Regions from separate parts of the Sus scrofa genome. Here region 2 is linked to region 1. A link is a contact called in public HiChIP or PLAC-seq data. All regions are on one chromosome and are shown on one strand. Each heading gives the region's core, a stretch centred on a gene start, on an enhancer-like site or on the middle of the called end of the contact. The rest is flanking DNA. Distances are from core to core; before and after follow the strand shown.

Region 1 (3,494 bases), core at 951-3,450:
CAGATTTGGAGCGCCGGGCACACAAGGATGGATCCACTACGTTTTTCCTTAGCACCACCCCTGACTCACCTGCTAACACTCCCTAGGAAAAACCACATTACAAATGGAGCCCAACCAGCAAGAGGACGAGCCAGTGTGCCACATGCAGCTTTGCCCGTACAGAAAATGAGGTGTGTGTGTGGAGCAAGCAAAACTGGGCTTTTCCCTCTCAAAGGTAAACCCCCAAAGTGCGCGCTTTTCCCGCCTGCCGCTTAAAGATCAGTAACAACAGCCAGCGAAGAACAAAGCGCTCACACAAGCCACCTTCCCACCTCCCAGTTTCTCCACCCTTCACCCCCGCACCCCAAAGCCCGCCCCCGACTCCGCACCCCGTGCGGCAGCCTCACCGCTGCGGCCACCGGGAGCCCATTAGAAACACGTGCTCTGCGCCTTCAGATGTCCTACAACTTCCTTCAACGGAAACCCACCGAGTCCCAGGCCAAGACGACCGTCTCCGGCTCCCAACATCAACCCAAAGCCGCGGTCGGAGCCCCCAGCAAGCAGCAGCAGCACAAGCTCGCCCCTCGCGGACACCGAGGCCGCGGCGGCGCCAGGCCACGGGCTCTCCCCGCCCCCCAGCGCCGCCGTCTCGGCCGTGACACATGGCTCTCTCTGCCCCGGGCGCCGGCCACCCCGGCCGCCCCGCCGAGATGTGAGCCGTGGCGCGAGCCCCTACCCATCGTGGGTCCTGGCAGTGACTGCGGTGCGGGGGCTGGCGGTGCCACCCCTGAGCCGGAGCCGGCAAGCCTGCGGCGTGAGGGCGTTCCGCGAACTGCCCAACGCCCGCCGGACCCCGAACACCACCCAGGCCCGCCGCGCGGCCACGGGACGGGATCGGCTCCTCTCCGCCCACTCCCGTGCCGCGGCGACGGCCACGACAGCACCAACTCCGCCGCCACTCGCGGTCCGCGCGGGCCACGGGGCCGCCTCCTCCCAGGAGCGCCGCAGACAAAGCCCGAACGGCGGCAGCACATGGAGGGGAGGAGGAAGTGGCGGCGCGGACCGCGGCCTACTCCCAAGCAACCCAGTCAACGTGCTCCTCTCTCCCTTGGAATCCATTTTCCAGAAAAGCCGGTTTCTCCCCGCACCGCCCTCCCCCAGCTCACTCCACAATGTCACGGAGCTCCCCCCCAGACCCGGGTCCCGGCGGTCGTTACCTCCCCGTTGGGCTGCGGCGGAGGAATCCTGTCCGAGGAGATCCGGTTGCGGGCAACGTGTGCTCGCTGCTCCCTGTGTCCGGCGCGAGTGGAGCTGTTGTAAAATGGCGGCCGAAGCTCACGCCGCTGGCAGCAAACCCGATCCAGTTCCACTCGCCTCCGAGCGCGCTCCCGGTGCGCGCGCGCGCCTCCGCGTGACCCCCCCTTCCCTCCCCTCCCCTCCCTCGCGCGTCCGCTTCTCTCACTCACTCCCTCAGCCCCTGCCCTCCTCCAGCTCCTCCTTCTCCTTCTTCCACCACCACAAGCCTCTGTCCGCCTTCTTCTCTAGGCCTTGCTTCTTGCCCTCCCTGCTCTTCTCCCCCACTGCCGTCCGCAGCCGCTCAAGCACGAGTGGCCGCCCTTCCCCTCCACGCTCGCACGCTCGCTTGCTCCCTCCCTCGCTCTCACAACCCCGTTCCCCAGGCCCTGCCGAGTAGGCTCCTCTCTTTCTCTCTCCCGCGCTGACGTGACGACGTAGCCTGCGCTTCAGGATGCGCGCCCTCGGGCTCCGCCCTCACGCCCCACCACCTCCCTCGCTCTTCACCACCCGGGGGGGCGGGGGGGCGCGAGACCCCGCCCTTCCGCTCCGGCGGCGGAGGGGCCGGGAGTGAATGAAAGGCCCGCCCCTTCCCTCCCGACACTCCCCCTCCCGCTCCCCTCCGGGCGGGGCGGGGCGGGCCGGCTCAGCATGTCCCACTCGTTCTCCTTTGTCAGGAGACAGGCATCTCCCCACCCCGCCCCACCCCACCCCCATCGCGGCACCACGCGCACGCCACCCCCATCGAGCTCCCGCTTGCCCCACCCCCCGCCCCGTCCCGGGCCGGCCGGGAACCGGGGCAGGGGGCACGGGATGCGACCGCAGTTCCCCATAGGATACCCACCGGTCCGTGCGCGCCCGGCCCCCACCCCCGGCGCGGCGGCCGCGTAGCCGTTCCAGGCGGTGTCCACGCCGCCGCCGCCCCGCGCTCTCCTAGCTCGGGAAGCTGCAGGCGCACGTGTCCCCCGGGGCGGGGCGAGACAGACAATGGGGCGACGGGGGAGGGGAGCGGCGCGGAGACCCGGGGACCTTTGGTCAACCTGTCCGGCCCGACTCCAGTGCAGGAGTTCCTCTAGGGGAGACTGGGTCTCCCTGGCTGGACAATGGGGACTCCCGGGGCCCTGCGCCCGCGTGGCTCTTCCACGGGAACCTTGGACAGAAGGAGGGGCGCCCAAAGCTCAGACGAGGAAACCCCGGCTGCTTTTGAGGGGGAACAGACTGGCTCTAGTGGAGCGAGGAGCGGCTCCCGCTTTGGGATGATAGGAAAGCCACATTTGGAAGCCAAACCAGGGGTGATGAAGAGTTGTGCAGTACTCCGTTTCGGTCCCTGGCCTTTTGAGCAGTAAAGGGCTTCCTTGTAGCACAGTTTGAGCAACTTGACGCCTCACAAAGCTCAGTGGTTAGGACAAGTGTGAAGAACACATCTGTATTTCTTTTCAAAAATCTTAGCAATTAAATTTTAACTTCAGGGAACTATATCCAATCACTTGTGATGGAACACGATGGAGGATAAAGTGAGAAAAACAATGTATGTATGTATGTATAACTGGGTCATTATAGCAGGAATTGACAGAACATTGGAAATCAACTATACTAAAGTTTAAAAAAAAAAGGAGGAAAAAAATCCTAACTGAAGTGATATTTCTTTTGTAACGGTATACTAGGTACAAGAAAGACAAGACAAAGACGTTTGAATTTCAGACGCGGTATGGATACTAATTTTATAATGCAGCTGTAATAAAAAAAGGAATAGTGTCCTTTTAATTAAAAATCAGGTTTATTTTTAAAGCTCACTGTTTCCCTAAACAGTCTCTATGCTATGACAGAAAATCAGTGGTTCAAGGAAAAGTTAGATGAATACTCTTCAAAGTGCTTAAGCACACAATATGCCAGATTATTTTATAGGTAACTGGATCAAGATATAAAATTTTTGAAATATTTTGACTATCTATCCAATCAATCTATTTAGCAAAGATCTGAGCTTTCCATTATCTGAAATCCCTTACTACTGGAGTTTCGTGGCATAAAAGTGGGTAATCCTATAAATTAAATAATGAAAATAATAGATTTTTGTTGTTGTTGTTGCTATTTCTTGGGCCGCTCCCGCGGCATATGGAGGTTCCCAGGCTAGGGGTTGAATCAGAGCTGTAGCCACCGGCCTACGCCAGAGCCACAGCAACTCGGGATCTCATGGCAACGCCGGATCGTTAACCCACTGAGCA
Region 2 (3,515 bases), core at 49-2,548, 1.4 Mb after region 1:
TCTGCAATTTATTTTGCCGCTCGAAGTAACACTGAGTCGTTAACACACTGATCTAGACCAAGAATCGAATCCACATCCTCACAGAGACATAGGGTCCTTAACCTCCTGAGCTACAAAGGGAACTCCAGTTTCCCTGTTTCTTCAAGTAGGAAAAAGGCCTCAGCCCCCCTGACCTTCCAGAGTTCCAAAGGACAGATTCAAACAATAGTAATTGTAATTAGTAAATCAGGGAAGTGAGGGAATGTAGGAGAGGAAAAAAAAGGAAAAGCAGTCAGGCAATAGAGTAGGGATAAAGCAGAAGTTCTAGTTCCTTTTCAAGTGATATACATAATGATACATCTTTGACTACTGCTGCAGGAAGCCCCCTACCCAGAAAGAGGATGGCAACTACTAGCTAAGACCCCAGTCTGATTAGAACCTAAGGAAGGAGATGTGGACCATTTCTGACCCATCTGACTTCAACCAACTCAAGCTTAGACATAATCAACCTTCGCCTCAATTCTACACTTGAATTCTCTCCTCAAGCCTCTTCAGGAGTACCCTTTAACTTAAAGCTTCTCCAATTTTGCTATTTGGGGAAACACCAATTGGGGAAAGATCCCCAGTGTTTTTACTTGCTGCGAGTAATAAATCCTCTGGATCTTTGGCTTGGTGGTCTTTTGCCTCCACAGCCAGTGGCAAACACAGTTTTCTGCTAACAATGTTTCTGAACCAAGAAAAACAGGGTCTCATGTTATCTTCGGAGTTACCAAAAATAACCCTAGGACAGGTGGCCAAAATGACCGCAAGAGAAATGACCAGCTTTTAAATTAGATCCTTTCAAATGAAACTTCAGATTCATCACTGACTTCACCAAATGTATGAAAGATTAAATTCTATAAGGTCTAACCATGACCACCCCGGTAAAGCACCCTGAGCTGTCGGGTAGTAAACAGTAAGGGAAGTAACATGTGCCTTTCAAGGTTTACTTTCACCGCAGGCTCCACCCTCCACGGGGTCTGCGTCCAGTAGCTCAAGCACTTCCAGAAAGGGGGGAAGAGACGGAAGAAACAAACGGGATTACCGCGGAACCCGCCCGCAGAAGTGAAAGGCCTTCTGGGCGCGGAGGCCCTCCTTATGTCAGTTCCCGGGTCCGTACCTGACACGCGATGGACCTGCGGAAGCCGCACGCCATGTTTGATTCCACGAAGCTGATCCCAGTGGGAAGGTTCAGAGCTCTGCCCAGCCCACCTCTTCACGCCCCGCCTCCGCGCGCCGGAAGCCCGCCCCGGAGGGTGCTGCCAACCAATCAAGGAGCCTCGTGGACTGCCACTAACCTTTGCCCTGCTGCCGCGAGGGAGCGCGGGAAATCCCGAGTGCATCTGGAGTTCCGTGGATCGCTGGGAGTATGGCCACCTCGTCGGTGTCCAAGGTATGTGGGGGCTGGCACCCACTAGGACTCTGCTAGGACTTCCCTTGTAAAGAAGGGATGAAGTGGAGGTTACATAGACCTCAGTGTACCGGCTCGAGGGGAGGTAGCGGCTGGCCGAGCTGGAGGCGTCTTTTCTTCGCATACCTTGAAGGCCAGTTTTGCTTAGAGAGAGAAGACGCCGATCCATCTTAGTGTTTTGGCTCTGAGGCTTTGTAAGCTATGGTTTGTGGAGCTCAGATGCTTCGAGGATGTGCGCCATTCCCCCCTCCTTTTTCCTTCTCATGAATATTTATTGTGCGCCGAACACAGGTACCGAGATACAGTGGTAAACTAAATAAGCACAGATATTTCCATCATTACCGAAAATTCTATTAGACAGTGCTGCTACAGACCAAGTAAGACCTTTAGTAATATTGAGAGTGTATCCGGAAGCCTCGGAAAGTTAAGCTGTCTAATAAAGCTGAAAATGCTGGTGAAGAAATTGCGAAGATGTGTCTATGTTGAAACAGTAAATTAGTGAAGAAGGCTATACCATGGATTTAATTTTTAATTTTGATTAAAATTAAAATTATGAGAGTGCCTTCCAAGACTACATACCAAGGAAGAACTACAAGCGATAGGGTTTTGGGGTACTGTGATGCCAGGTGCAAATGCAAGAAGTTGTTTGTTTTTTTTTTCTTTTTTAGGGCTGCACCTGTGGCATATGGGCCTTCTCAGGCAAGGGGTCTAATCCAAGCTGCAGCCTATGCCACAGTCGTGGCAAGGTTGGATCCTTAACCCACTGAGTGAGGCCAGAGATCATCTGCATCCTCATGGGTACAAAGTCGGGTTCTTAACCCTCTGAGCCACAACCAGGACTCTGCAAGAAGATATTTAACTGCTAGTATTTTTTTATTAGGATTGGTACTGTTTTTGTTTTGTCCTGGTTATGAAGTTCCATAGCTTTTAGGAAGTCTGTCCCTGATCCTTTTTGTTGCCTGAGATTTTTTTATATCTTGCAAAATTGTGAGAGGGTTTTTTTTTTTTTTTTTCTTTTCAGGAAGGCATTTAGAGCATTACAACAGAAACTCTTTTATTGAGATGATTATGAAGGAGACCTTACATAAATAAGGTCTCTTTTTATTTCATTGGTTCATGGAACTGTCAGCATGCTTTTTGCAAATTTTTTTTTTTTTTCCTGTCTAAACTTCTCTTTCCTTGTTACACTTTGTGGCTGTTGCTCTCCTCCCAACCTTTTCCATCTCCAGCACCATCACTTGATCAGTAGTTCAAAGTAGTTAACAATATTACTCCCATGGCCATACATTAGGATCTATTCCTAGCACTCTTCCTAGCTCATGCCTTCATAGTTCCTCTTCCTTTACCAAATTGCAGGTGGCTCTAGAAAGGAAGAAGTGACAGGCTTGTCATGGCACCACATAATTTTTATAAAAAAAAATTCGTGTATTTTAAATAGCTCCACTACTTGCAGATACAAGAATATAAGGCACAATTCTTATTCTTATTTTGGACCCTGTAATCCAAATCACCACTTTATATTTGCACATCCATCTTTACTTCTATTTTGAGATGACTCTTTCATTTTCCATAGATATGGCAATCTTTTTTTGTTGTTTTTTTGTCTGATCCTGTAGCATGCAGAAATTCCTGGTTCAGGGATCAAACCTGTGCCACAGCTGTGACCTGAGCTGCAACAGTGGCATTGCCAGATCCTTAACCTTTGAAGCCACCAAGGAATTTCTAGAAATGGCAATCTTTAAGAGCCTATCCTTGATGTACAGCTTTAGGTTTGGTAGAATAAACATAGGACCAGCAGCTTGGGACCTGTGTTCTCTTGTCAGATATGAAACTAACATGAAACTAAATGTAGCTAGGAGATTACCAGGAAAATTAATTGACAAGCATTAGTCCCTTCTGTATACCAATTGCCTAACCTATATATTAGCCCTATACTAAACATTGGGAAACCATTATGAATTAAATGCAGTCCAAGCTACTTGGGCAAACAGACCCATAAATAACTATCATACACAGTAAAAGAAAATCTGGAAAGGTTCCCCAAAGCAGGTGAGTTTGAGTAGAACTTAAATGGATAACTGAGAAT

Evidence for each region. HiChIP or PLAC-seq counts read pairs in DNA pulled down with a chosen protein or histone mark.
Region 2: an H3K27ac HiChIP or PLAC-seq map of skeletal muscle shows a contact between it and region 1. The contact joins the promoter of ORC3 here to the promoter of SYNCRIP in region 1. A contact is called at or near these places in 1 of 5 promoter capture datasets (liver) and 1 of 2 datasets of contacts at active chromatin or transcription factors (skeletal muscle).

Annotation. Positions count from the first base shown.
Region 1 is chr1:54,596,206-54,599,699 of Sscrofa11.1, forward strand. It overlaps SYNCRIP (heterogeneous nuclear ribonucleoprotein Q), which reads right to left and starts at 2,201. Exons shown (of 12, transcript XM_021089679.1): 1 at 2,117-2,201.
Region 2 is chr1:55,980,834-55,984,348 of Sscrofa11.1, forward strand. ORC3 (origin recognition complex subunit 3) reads left to right here and starts at 1,299. Exons shown (of 20, transcript XM_021089812.1): 1 at 1,299-1,411. The coding sequence starts at 1,388. RARS2 (probable arginine--tRNA ligase, mitochondrial) reads right to left here and starts at 1,261. Exons shown (of 19, transcript XM_021089854.1): 1 at 1,139-1,261. The coding sequence starts at 1,174.